2 separate regions of the Sus scrofa genome follow, and region 2 is linked to region 1. A link is a contact called in public HiChIP or PLAC-seq data. All regions are on one chromosome and are shown on one strand. The core of a region is the stretch at or near the end of the contact, and the rest is flanking DNA. Distances in the headings are between cores, read along the strand shown. Region 1 holds the start of PPARGC1B (peroxisome proliferator-activated receptor gamma coactivator 1-beta). Region 2 holds the start of HMGXB3 (HMG domain-containing protein 3).

Region 1 (6,759 bases), core at 487-2,986:
CACACGCCCCCGGCGCCCTCGGCCCCTGCCCGGAACCCACCCGAGCGCGCCGCCACCGACCACGAGGCCCCGCGGCTCCCTGACGCATGGACGTCCGCAGCGGGCACGGGCTGGCCTCCTCCCGCGCGTGGCGGGCTTCCTCCCGGCGACAGCCCGCCGTGCCGCGCCGTCCCATCAGCCAGCGGGGACTCGCCCGCCGGCGTCCGCCCAGAGCGGAACGTCTCGGCTGCGGCATCCCCTCGGAGCGCGTCTCGCCGCCCGGAGTCAGCGCGCAAGCCTCTCCCCGCCCACCGGGTCCCATGACAGCTGCTGCCGCCCAAAGACAGGCGGATTCTAACAAGAAGCAAAGTTTCTCCCTCCCGCTCTCCCCTCCCACTCGCCCGCCCCCCGCCTCCCCCTCCCTCCCAGTGTTATGCAAAGCAAGCCGGCACCGGCGCTCCGGCCCCAGGTACCAAACCGGCCCTCGCGAGCCGCGCCCGGTTGCGCCCGGCGGCCCCTCTCGGCGCTCGGGCGTGCGCCCGCATCCGGGGTCTCCCGCTCGGCTCCGCCGCGTCCCCCGCCGCCCGGCTGCCCGCAGCGGGGCGCCCGCGCGGAAAGCCCTAACTATGGGGCCAAACTTTAAGCTCGCAACAGGCAGGGGTGGGGGACAGCGGGGAAGGGGCGGGGGGCGCGCACGCCCCGCGCAGGCATGTTCGGTGCCGCGGGGGGCAGCAGCACCCCCCCGCCCGCGTCTCCACGTCCCCGGCTTCCTCGCTCCCCCCTCCCGGCACACCAAAGCACCCTCTCCTGTCACGCGCGTGTCGCCGGTGGGGCTCCCAGGCGCAGCCGGAGCCCGGGACGCCGCCTCGCCTTCCCTTCCCCCCCGCACCGCCGAGCGCGCACCGGGGCCGCGCGCTGCAGGGGGACCCAGGCGCCCCCACACCGTCCTCCGCCCCCATCCCGCCGCGCTCTGGCCCCCGGAGGCTCCGCCGAGTAGCGAAAGCAGGAAGGTGCTATCCCCGCCCGCACGTCCACGTGCCCCACAGACCCCCTACGCCCTCAGCGGGCAACTGGCAGGAAACTCCGCGCTGCGGCCGCTTTGGGGAGCCTCGGGGGGGCAGCAGCAGAACGCGGGGTATCGGAGACTGGGGAGGGGGGTCAGGGGACTCCGGGGACCGGGGCAGGCGCCTGTGCCCGGGCCACAAGTCCACGTGAAAGTACGGCGGCAAGTGCCGAGAGCCTGAGGGCGCGCCTCCCGCACCCAGAGCCAGCCTGAGGGTCCCGCACACCTTGGCGCGGCTCCACCTCCCAAAGAAGCGTGCAAACACCCCCCCCTCCTCCAGCACGGCCGGGGCGGGGGGGGGCCGGACGCCCAGCAACCAAGGCTAGACCCTCCCCAGCAGCCGTGGCGCCCCCAAGGCTCCCGCCTGCTCGGCGGCCCCCCAGCTCCCCGTGACCCTCACGAAGCGCATCGCGGGGTGCGCCGAACAGGGCTTCTGCACCCCGGAGCCCCGGCCCCCCAGTGCGCCCACCGCTGCCGCCGGCCTCTGCGGCTGCGGCAGCAGCCCCCGCGGCTCAGCCCCGCTGGCCTCGGGCCCGCGGCCCCGCCGGCCGTACCTGCGCGTCGGCGAGATAGTTGAGGAAGAAGGAGGAGAGCTCTTCGTCCAGGAGCGCGCCGCAGTCGTTCCCCGCCATCTTCCAGCCGCGGCTGCAGCGTGCGGCGGAGTCAGCGCCGAGCCGGCCGCGGGGGTGGGGGGGCGGGCGCGAGCGGCCGAGGGAGGCGGGCGGAGCGAGCGCGGCCGGCGGGAGGGGGCGGAGCCAGGCCGCGGCTGCCGCAGGGCCGCTGGCGGCGGGGGCGGGGCCGCGCGCGGAGGGCGCCCGCGGGGGTCTCGCCCCCCCTCCCCGCCCCGGCGCGGCGCTGCGCCGCGGCCGGCGCCGCGATCCGCTCCCGCGGGCCCCGGCCCGGGAGGAAGGCGCCGGCAGCCGGGCGGCTGTGCCCCAGCCGGCGGCCTGCCGCCTGCGCAGCAATGCGGGCGGCCCAGCGCTCCGGCCGGAGCGAATCACGTTGCGTTAGCGCTGGGCGGGTCCGGAGCCAACCTGCTTCTGCTCGGCTGGGAAAACTGAGGCCCGAGAAGGCAGAGGACTTTGCAGCCTCGGTGTGTTGCAGATTGCAGGGCAGACAGGCAAAGCCCCGGTCTGACGGCCCCGGAGGCTTGAGTTTGCCCAGCAGGGCTGCCGGCCAGAAAGGGAGGAACACCCTAGGGCCAAGGCGGAGAAATCAGGGAAGGCTCCTCGGAGGTGGTGGCTTTTGAAAACTCTTTCCATGGGAGATACGCTGACCAATATTCTAAATGTAACCATCTCTGGCTCTCAAGGCTCCTCTCATTCCCTAGTCCTCCCCTTCCCCCTCAAAAACACCCCCAAAACTTCACTGACTTCTCTAACCATGGCCCACAATGCCTTGAAGCAGCCAAACTGCCTGCTTCCCCAGGCCCACTGGCCTCCTCCCTGGTTGAACCATCTCACAAGCGGCCTCCACACCCTGAGTGGTAGCCCACATCTGCCCTGCGTCCTTCCCCACTGCCCCGCAGACTGTCGGCCATTGCCTCTCCCCTACTCCCACCGGGCTCCCTTACACCTGCAGGCCTTTTTTTTTTTTTTTTTTTTTCCTTTCCTAATTTCTAATAATTCCTTCTTTTTTTTTTTTTTTTTTCCTTTGGCTACCCCAGCATATGGAGTTCCCAGGCCAGGGATCAGATCTAAGCCTCAGTCGTGACCTGCGGCAACGCTGGACCCCTTCACCCACTGGGTTCGATCCCGCATCCTGACACTACAGAGACACCTCTGATTCTGTTGCACCCCAGCGGGAACTCCAGATCTGCAGGCCTTTAAAACATTGGTAACGGTGGCATTTTACATTAGTGTCAGCAAAGATTTAATCTTCACTACTAAACTTCCTACTACACTCGAAGACCCATGAAAGCAAGGCCTGAACCTGCTTTTGCGCATGCTGTGTCTCCAGTGCCTGGCACATAGTAGGTGCTTAATAAAGAAGGTGTTAACTAAAAATTCCAGAGGATTTTGATCTACCTGCTGTTACCACCACCACACACAGTATAGATAAGGAAACGGCCCAGGGTCAACACTGTACCAGGAGTGAGTGCCAGAGCCAGGACCAGAACTCAGACCTCCTGACGCCAACCTTGAACTCTCATTGTTATGCCTCGCTGTTTGCCAGGCAGGAGATGAGGGCACCGCCTGGGTAAAGGCAGGAAGGCGGGAAGATTTCGGCCTGTTTTATTGGGCCCTCCTGCCTCCTGCACACACAGGGCTGCCCCACCCTGCCTGCCCTGCCTGGGCTCCCTCCCAGCCAGAGGAGGAAGCAGGGAGCGTCCCGAGAGAACACCTGCTCAGACTTGAACACCCCATCGAGAGCTTCCTTCTTCTCCAGCCTGAGGTTCCCAGAACCGGCAGGGTGTAATTTCAGTCTTTGGGCTTCAGACGAGGGTGCCTTAAAGGAACAAGGCATCCCAAGGGAGCACCTCCACATAGCCTCGGAGCAATGACCTGGGAGTCGGCAGCCCTGGGTTCTGGCCAGTCTAGCACATCCATTCCAATATTGGGCAACCCAGGGAGGTAAGAGCCCGGGCGCTGCAGCCAGACGGCCCGGCTGCGAACACCTGCAAGGTGTATCCTCACGTAGGCTCAGGCCTCGTTTGCTCATCTACACAGATGCGGATGGCAGATCACTCACACCACAGGGATGCCTGGGTGATGGAGGAGGCGGTACCCGTCAGGTGTGTACCTGACTCCATCAGGAAAAGGCGGGCCTTTCTGGTCCCCTGGCTCCCCATCTGTAAAAACAGGGATCAAATATATGTCCCCTGAATACAACATGGGCCAAGGCCAATGTCCCTTCACTTTCTTCCAGGGCTTCGAGGCTGCCGACCACCTTGAACTCTGACGGATGCTCGCAGGCTTCGTGCCCTCGGGCCTCTCTGCGGCTGTTTCCTCCACGCAGGGGTCTTGAGAGGGGACTGCAGGAAGCAATGCCTGTGAAACCAACTGCTTGGCGCAGAGAAGTCCTGAGTCTCATCCTCACCGCCAGCCTCGTCACCACCAGCACCAAGGACCTAAGCTCTCCTAAGGCCGCGCCTTGCTGCTGCTGCCTGTAGACATGAGGGTCTGAGCCCCGTGGGTCTCTGTTTCCAGAACTGGCCCTACCAGATCCAACCCGGCCTCCGACTGGCGTTATGCTCCCTTACAGCCCAGGGGCCATTCTTGGAGGGTCCCCAAGGCCGGCCATCTCCAGCCTGGGCCTGGCAGAGCTACAGTACTGGACAGAGCCTCCCGGGGAAGGGCTCCATGCCCTCATCCAAAGGCTTTTGTCTTTTTTATCTTTTTGCTTTTTCAGGGCCACTCCCATGGCATATGGAGGTTCCCCAGCTAGGGGTCGAATCAGAGCTACAGTCGCCGGCCTCCACCACAGCCACAGCAACGCCAGATCCGAGCCGCGTCTGCGACCAACACCACAGCTCACGACAACAACAGATCCTTAACCCACGGAGCGAGGCCAGGGATCGAACCCACAACCTCATGGTCCCAGTCGCATTCACTTCTGCCTGCTGAGACGGGAGCTCCAAAAGGCTTTTGTCTTTAAAACTCTGGTGTTGATAGAAAAGCCACAAACTGCCCAACTTCAGGTCTTTCTCACTAATCTCTGTGTCCTCAGAATGGGCATCTGGCTGGTAAGAAGCTCGGTGAGAAGGCTCCTCATCTGAGCTCCCCAGCTTCTTATACAAAAGCAGTTATCGCAGGAATTCCTTTATCACAGGCCGCCCACAGAGTCTCGGCCTCATCACCTTCTCTGGTCCATAAAAGCCCTCAAGAAGCCTAACGGGCTAGATGATCTTGTGCAATTAGCTTACCCACTCTGATGCCGTGTCCTGACCTGTAAAAACGAAAGAGCCAGGCTGAACCATCCCCTCCCGAACCCTCCAATCCAGCTACAAGGGTAGTCTACAGGGATCGGTGCAAATGGCACAGCTTTTCTGTATGCGCGTGCCCCAGACACCTGCGTTTCTGTCACCTCAGATTGTCCTCAGCGACCCCGAGCAGCCGCTGTGTGATGTCCATTTGATGACGGAGGAAACTAAAGCTTAAAGGGGTTAAAGTGATTCGGCCAAGACCAAGCAGGTGGAGACAGAGCTGAGACCTGAAGGAGCCCTGGGCAGGGTCGAAGCCCCAGAGCCTGGAAGGGAACGCGTCACAGCCGCAACCCCTTCCAGGCAGTGGGAACGGTGGCACCTTTCCCATTTTATGACTTTCAAGCGAAGGGCAACAGGCACGCCAAACCCGAACCTCATGTGGCTCAACTCCTACCTACCTTGCCTTTTTACGGGCCTTGCCTCTCCCTGGGTTCGTGAAAGTTTGCTGTGCACACACTCTGGGCAAAGCCCAGAACCCTCCGGGCTCCGTGGAAATGGCTACAGCAACGGGAGCCCAGGGGGCTGGGACACTTTGAGTCACTGCTTACAAATGCTCAGCAGTAAAACCGTCAGCATCCTCTCCCCTCTGATGATGGGAGAACACGCTCTAGTCAGAGTCTGCAGCTGCGCCTCTCCAACTCCGGAGGGGAGGAGGGTCCCGTGGGCCCCATCAGTAGCCGCTAGAGGTCCATAGGTCTACAGTGGGCCAAGGAATCTGCATTTAGTAGGCTCCCCTGCATGCCTCTGCTGCCAGAAACTACCCACTTCGCTGGCTGTTTAATGAGCACCTACTAGTGATGGGATGCCTGGATCCACAGCTGCGGCCCCGCCCGCCTCCTACTCCGCACAGATCCTTAGCGAGTTTTTGTTGACTGGGTGAGGGAGACAGGACTCGGGCCTTGTCCTCACTGCAGTTTCCTGCCAGCCACCCACTGCACGGTGACTCCCTGTCTGACCCAGGCCGGGGAGTCAGACACACACCCGTTTTCCACCTCTGCCTCGGAGGCAGGGACCCCAGCCAAGAGGAACTAAAAATCACCTGCTTTGTATTGTTAATTCAGAAGGCAAGCGCCACCGTCCCCTGAGCCGCAGCCCTCAGGACAGGGGAGGGGCAGTGGAGGGCCTGCCACCCCCCACCCGCCCCCCACCCCCGGCTTCCCCGGACAGGCCGAAGAATGTGCCACGGTCCCGCAACCCCTGGGCGGCAGAGCCAGGACTAGAAGCCAGGCTCAGGTGTCTCCTCGGGGCTGAGCCTGAGGAAGACATCTTTTGGTTGTGACAGTTGCGGGTCTCAGAATTGGGGACAGGTACTCCTGGCACCCGACCCTCCATCAGCAGCCAGGCATTTCTGTGCGTTAACCAGTGCCCTCTTTCCCGCAGGGCTACAGATGAGCCCTCCGCTCAGTCTGGGGGATGCACTTGGCAGATCACGTTCCCGCTCACGTGCTCCCAGTGACGCAAGGGCTTCCGATCCGGCAGGTGAGGGCATCAAACAGCCGCGTGGGCAGCTGTGACTGTTTCCGATGGCGAGTACAACTGAGGGCGGAGTTTCATTCACTCTCCTCAGCGTTGACAATGGCATAGTGAGAGGGGGTGGGACGAGAAACCTGGGCTTTTCCTCACCTGCCCGCAGAGCAATCTGATGCCAGACCAGCATGACGGAGAAACGGGCCCTCCTTATGCCCATTTGATAGATGGAGAAATAAAGGCCCAGGGATATGAATTCTTCTTCGTGGTTTTTTTTTTTTTTCAGAGATGTGCATTTTACCAGGTTATTACTATATGTATAATT
Region 2 (6,556 bases), core at 893-3,392, 210 kb before region 1:
CCAAGGACCTTCTCGACTGCGCTGCCGTGAGGATGCCACTCCAGACAGAGTGTGCCAGAAAGGCGCTCTGTGTCATGACCGCCCGTCCTGTTCGGAACTTTACCTCGAGGCAGGGACCTGCCTTACCACTAAAATATCTTGGGGTTCGGTGTTCCAGAACGCCCAGCCCCATCACGGATAAAACTCAAGGAGTCTTCTTTGCTCTGTTCCTAAGAAGGGCTCTTTCATTTAAAAGGAAGGAAGGAGCTCCCCCTGTGGCTCAGCAGGTTAAGAACCCAACTAGGATCCATGAGGACGCGGGATCGATCCCTGGCCTCGCTCAGTGGGTTAAGGATACGGCGTTGCCATGAGCTGTGGCGTAGGTCGCAGACACAGCTCTGATCCGATTCAACTTGACCCTCAGCTCAGGAACTTCCATATGCTGCAGGTGTGGCCCTAAACAGAAAAACAAAATTTAAGGGAAGGAAGCTAAGACTTATTGACTGCCTATTCATGCCCAGCACTGCTTCTTTTCTTATTATTTCATCCTTCCAGCCAATCATAACATCGAACGATGGTGGTCTCCCAACTTGCAGGCGCAGCGCTACTGGACGGTGGTCATCTTCGAGGTGGGGTGCGGTAGCAGATTCCGGCCACCGGAGGGCAGGCGTGGGCTACACAAGGGGGCCCGTCCAGCCCAGGGCCGAACCTTCAGGAGACCTGCTCCTTACTTCTTACGGTGGAGCCTGAGAAAGATGACGCTGAGCAAAGGGGGCGAGAGACCTGAGACAAGGGATCCTGCGACGCGGGACTTGCTTCAACTACAGGCTTGGAAATGCCTGTGCCTTGGGAGCTCCCTGCTGGTCCAGGGGTTAGGGCTTGGTGCCTTCACGGCTGCAGCCTGGCTTCGATCCCCGGTCTGGAGCTGATCCCACATCGAGCCGCTGCAGCCGCAGCAACAAAACAGAACAAAAACACTGCGCCTCAAACTACCCGCCCCACGCCATAGCACACCTATCCGCTCGCCCTTTGATAACCCTGAGCCATGTGATTGCCCCGGGGCACATAACCGCCTCACTGCGCAAGCGCCAGTGTTAGCGAGCAGCCGCCCCCCCTCCCCCCAGACATACCCATGCGCTGGGTAACCACTGAGATACTGGGGATCTAGTATTACCAGTAGTAATTATTACCTTTTTGGCCAACCCCATGGCATATGGAAATTCCTGGTCCAAGGATCAAATCTGAGCTGAAGCGGTGACCCACACCACAGCTGCAGCAAGAGATCCTTAACCCGCCACCCTGGCTGGGGACTGAACTGACGCCTCCACAGAGACAAGCTGGATCTTTAACCCACTGCAGCACAGCCACAGCGGGAACTCCTGCGAAAAATTTAAACAACCCCGTTTTGCAAGTTTATTGTGCAAAACACTCCTAAGTAATCATGATACAAAGTATATTCAGGAAGTTCCTGGTGTGGCTCAGTGGAAACAAGCCCGACCAGCGTCCGTGAGGCTGCGGGTTCGAGCCCTGACCTCGCTCGGTGGGTTAAGGATCCGGCGTTGCCGTGAGCTGCGGTGTAGGTCGCAGATGTGGCTCGGATCCCGTGTTGCTGTGGCTGGGGTGTAGGCTGGTGGCTGTAGCTCTGATTTGACCCCTAGCCTGGGAACTTCCGTTTCCCAAGGGTGTGGCCCTAAAAAGCAAATTTTAAAAAAAAGTGTATATTCAGAGTTACGTGATACAAAGTATGGGGGAGAAGAGGCATGTCCTCTTTAAAGCTCAGATACTCTATCACCTCTCTAAAAAAATCCCTGAAATACCGGACCCTGTAAAATACCCACTTCTGGCCACAGAGGCTCTAGGGATAAGGTTCATGGCCCAGCCCTCAAGCAGCCCAGTTAGGACAGGAGATACATGAGAGGAAGAAAGTAATACGGAGCGGTAAGTGCCGCTTCAGAGAACAGCCAGAGCACTCGCGGGAGCAGACACAGCCCCAAGGAGCATCTCCACGAGAGAGGCACAGGCAACGTGGCCGCGGGCAAGGGACACTTACCATGAAGTTTCTGGAAGGAGGACCCGGGAGCTCGGCTGGTGGGGCTGGGAGGCAACTCCGGGCAGAGGGAACAACATGTACAAGAGCCTGGGGTACCGATAAAGGGCCACAGCGAAGGTCACCAGAGGCGTGTCCAGCAGAGGACGTGTGGCGGGACAGGAGCTGGACGTGAAGCCAAGAGCCGAGCTGTCACGGTCTTGGTGGCCAAAGCGTTCGTTTCGGCCTTTCCCTCGAAGCGTTCGAGAAGCACCTACAAGAGGCAAAGGCCCCATTATTTCTTTAGGAATCGCTAACTAGTGCAGAGGCTGCCCTGCAGAGACACAGAAAACCAGTCAGGCTGCGGCATCATCTAGAAAAGAAACGACAGACAGTGAGGGCAGGAAACCTAGAATGTCCCAGGTTTCTGGCTTTCGTAGCCAGGTCTCATCGTGGTCAAAACAAGCTAAAGAGGAGGCGTCCGGGGCGTGCTGCGTGAGAGGGGCCCCGGGAAGGCGGGCAGAGCCCCGCGGTACCGTCGCACAGCTGCTGGTCGGTGTTCGAGAGAGACCGGGCTGGCACCAGGCTTGGCGGCCACTGGCGTGCAGACGGTAAGGCAGAGGAAGCCACGACCGTGGCTGCAGTCATCTGAGGAGAGCCTGCAGTGCGAGGTGTTCGGGATACAGGGCTCCGCGACCCAGGCTTTTTAGAAATCACGGGTGGGTATTTCTCCAAGAGCCACACTTTGACCTGTGGCCGCTGGACCTGAAAGGCACAGTGAAGGCAGCCGTGCCGTGCGAGGGGCGAAGGCCACGCACGGGAGCTCAGGCAGGGGCAGAGCCTCCAGGTGGAGGGGGGGAGCCTGGGGAGCAGGTGCACGGGGCCCAGAGGCTGCGGGCAGATGGCCTGAGGGCACCGTTCAGTCCAGCTCCCCGCCCCGTGGCCGTGCCCACCGCCCCGAGCCCCTGCACTCGCTCCCGCTTCCATCTGGGGAGGGGGCGGGGGGGCGCAGAGCGGTCCTTCCAACGGGTGCCCCTGCGTGGCCACGTCTCGGTCCACGTGAGGCGGCAGCCCCACCTCACGGGTAGGGCCGATGTGGCTCAGAGTTCAGTGTGGGGACAGCCGCAAAGCGGACCTGGGTTGTGTGATTTCAGCACAGGGGGCAACAGCAGTCCCGCAGCCTAAGGACTGGAATCTGTCCTCCCCGCCTTGCCCCTGGTGGAGAAGTTGAGTCCCCAAAGCGCTGACTCACTCAGGACCCCGAGGCAAAAAGGAGAGAATGAGGCTTCTTTGTGCTTCCTGACTTTCCAAGGACAGACACGGGTCTGATGGGAAAGAGATGGCATTTTTACCCCCGGGGCAACCCGAGTGTGTTCCTTAGTTAGAATCCACCCCTCCCTTGCCCTTAAATCACTTAGACACAGCAAAATTTTACGAACGCAACAATTTATTAGCAGACAAATGAAATGACATCTCTGAATCTCAATACATACAGGATCTTATGAGATAAACATCACCAACAGAGATCAGAAGAACAGGGCCTGCCTCTGACTGACTGCCCTCTCCTGCAACGGAGGCTGCAAAATCCGTCCGGAACCCACCCTCACTCCACAGGGGGCCAGACGCGATTTCAGCGGAATTGCATCAAGGCACTTTCTTTAATTAAAAAAGACATACGTGGTATAAGACAAATTCCACAAAGTCATCAGCCTTGAATAACTACGAAGAAAGGCAGTGTCCTTAGGCTGGGATTTTAGGTTCCTTCACCTGTCACGCTGGTATCGCCTGGGCTTATATGAGAAACGGCAAAGGAGACCCAAAAAGGAAGTTTTATACACACTGATTCGTGCACACTAATTTTTGACAAATCATGGCAGTGTCAGAACTCAACCAGGAACTTCCAACGGATGTGAGCTGACAAGGCAAGAGGGTTTCATTCCAAGCGACTCATTACTTTACGGACCGGAGAGGTGGCGTCGGAGAACCTCCCTAAAAGGAGCTTCTTAAAATTGCTGCTAAAAATCCTCTCTGGCTGAAGCCAGCTGTTCGTTTGCCAAGTAAAAAGCCCTCCGTTAGAAATTCTCCTATTGGTATTTTTAATACGATCGTAATTCTTCAGCCAATTTCAGAGCCATAATTCAAGTCCAAGAAAGTTATACAGATTCCAGAGCAGATGTACAGCAGGGCATCTCCAGGAAGGCATCAGTGCCCTTCCTTGGCCAGCTCTCTCCATCCACACGCCTCCCTGTCTCACACGCCAAGAAAAGACTAAAACACACACCGAAAAAAAACCACCATTTGATATGTGCTTCTCTAATTCTCCTAACGATTTATTTTCAGGTGCCAAACACTTTAAAAAATTGTCCTTGTCAGGATAAAAATGATCTTATAAAAATAATTTGCCTACTCCTATGTCTAAATTCTCCATTTCTAAAGTAACTAACATTAAAAAAAAAAAAAAAAACACTAAAATTGTATACTTATAGTATTTCAGCACTATTTCACTTTTGCTGCAGGAAGTTCCCGGGCCAGCGTTCGAATCAGAGCTGCAGCTGCCGGCCTACAACCACAACAACGCCAGATCCGAGCCAGGTCTCCGACCTACACTACGGCTCACGGCAACGCCGGATCCTTAACCCAGGGATCGAACCCACGTCCTCATGGATACTAGTCGGGTTCGTTACCACTGAGCCACGACGGGAACTCCGTCTTTTACCTTAGTAATAGCGATGCTAACCAAATCAGCTGGCCTATTATTTTGGCCTACTGCATTATAATTTTCCTTTTCGTTCTTAGCACTCAAAGGAATGATTCATGATTATCTAAAATTCTTATACAAAAAAAAAAGGCAAGTGCATTCAGAGCTTTAAAGCTTTCTAGATCCAGTTTGCTCCCTTTTTGCAGTTCTTAAAGCCCAGTTTCAAATAAGGCATCATGAGAACGGATCAAACAGGAGAAGAAAAAAAAATGAAGCACTAAAGAACAGAAAAATTAAGCCAAGTCCGAGTCCCACGGCTCGGGCTCTCATCCCGCCGCCTGCGAGCCCTCCCTGAGCAGACCCGGACCAGGGCACCCGTGCCTGCCGCTGGGCCTCAGCGGCCTGCCTCCCTCTCAGACCTCCACCCAGGCTCAGCTCAGCCCCTCCCGAAAGGAGCTCCACGTGCCCGCGGGCGTTACGAGCAGGGCGACCCTCGGCCCACCTGCTGGCTTTAGCGCTGCAGGCCCGGCACCCGGCCAGGCCCTAGACGGCCGCGCCGGTCCCCAGCAGGTGTCGGCACATTGAAGGCACGGCTCGTGCACAGCAAGACGGAGAGGAAAGCAAGTGACGGAGGACGCCGACGAGGACCACGGAGCCCGCTGCATTCATCCTGCCGACGTCCAGGCTCCCGTGACGCCCCCGGGATGCACGACGGCCTTCTCTCCCTTTCCTACCCAGACCGGGGCTCTCGCCCAGGCACTGTGCTTCTGAGACACGCTACTCGGCTGATACCCCGCATGGATACGAGTCAGACTCGCCTCCGCTGCGCCAGGACGGCCACGCCAGCTGAGAGCATCACCATTCCTGTTCAAACGTGGCCACCCCGTGAGAAAAGCCCCAGGACCTCACCGCAGACCCTGCCAGGTTCAAGCTCAGGCTGTAAATCTGCCAACAAAGCCTGGCTTCGGTGTCTCCTAATGCTTAAGAGCCAAGACAGACGGTGCCAAATCTCCTTTTCCTTCACTCCTTAGGGAAGAAAAGAAAAGAAAAAAAAGCCAGCTAGACACCTGCCAGCCCTACCACCGTCAGGGGCTAGAGTCACTGTCTAGGGCTCTGGAGAAGGTGGGGGGTCTTCGGCTTCGGCACCAGCCTTGGGTACCAGTGCGCCCCGCCTCTTCCAGCTCTGGTCAACCTGCACCCCCTCTTCTAGAATCAGAATCCAGTTGGGACCTTGCTCTCAAACTGAGGTGTGGGGCCGACCAGCGGCTGGACCCCATTCAGCTGGGTCCCTCTCTGCTCCCCCTCCGTGGCTCGGAGAGGGTCTTCGCACGGCCTCGGAACCTCAGCCTTCGCCGCCTCAGCCCCAGGCGCATCCCGCGCCACTGCTTCTCCGAGCTTTACCCGTCACGAGTGCACTTCCATTCCAATCACACCAGCAGCGTGGCCACTGTTTTGCATTATCGCAAGTGCTGAGAACGTGCTGCACTTAGACGCCAGTTCAGCGCGGGCAAGAGGTCTCTGTACCCATCACGCGTGTACACCATCCCGTGTTGAACCCAGTCTACATCCTTGAGCAAGAAAACGGGCGGAGACATGGGTGTCGCGGGTGCCTTAGGCTCTGGCCTCCTGTTTGATTCCTTTAAACACCAGCAGTTAAAACATCTTAACAGGTAAGTACAGGCAGACGTCAAACCAAGCAGAGGTGAGGTTTAAATTGGGAAATCTTCGAAAGTCTTACAAACAGCTTTCCAAAGCAGAATCCCGTATGCACTTGTCTGGGTAGAAGAACAAGCCAGGAACCTGCCGACTGCGTACGGCTCCAGAACAGTTTACACCAGGGACGGACAGAAATG

What was found. HiChIP or PLAC-seq counts read pairs in DNA pulled down with a chosen protein or histone mark.
Region 2: a contact with region 1 is called in an H3K27ac HiChIP or PLAC-seq map of skeletal muscle, with 4 times the contacts expected there. The contact joins the promoter of HMGXB3 here to the promoter of PPARGC1B in region 1. A contact is called at or near these places in 1 of 5 promoter capture datasets (liver), 1 of 47 Hi-C or Micro-C datasets (heart right ventricle) and 1 of 2 datasets of contacts at active chromatin or transcription factors (skeletal muscle).

Annotation. Positions count from the first base shown.
Region 1 is chr2:150,818,315-150,825,073 of Sscrofa11.1, reverse strand. It overlaps PPARGC1B (peroxisome proliferator-activated receptor gamma coactivator 1-beta), which reads right to left and starts at 1,736. Exons shown (of 11, transcript XR_002342022.1): 1 at 1,597-1,736.
Region 2 is chr2:151,024,362-151,030,917 of Sscrofa11.1, reverse strand. HMGXB3 (HMG domain-containing protein 3) reads right to left here and starts at 2,142. Exons shown (of 20, transcript XM_021085011.1): 1 at 2,030-2,142. SLC26A2 (sulfate transporter) reads right to left here. Exons shown (of 4, transcript XM_021085016.1): 4 at 3,435-6,556.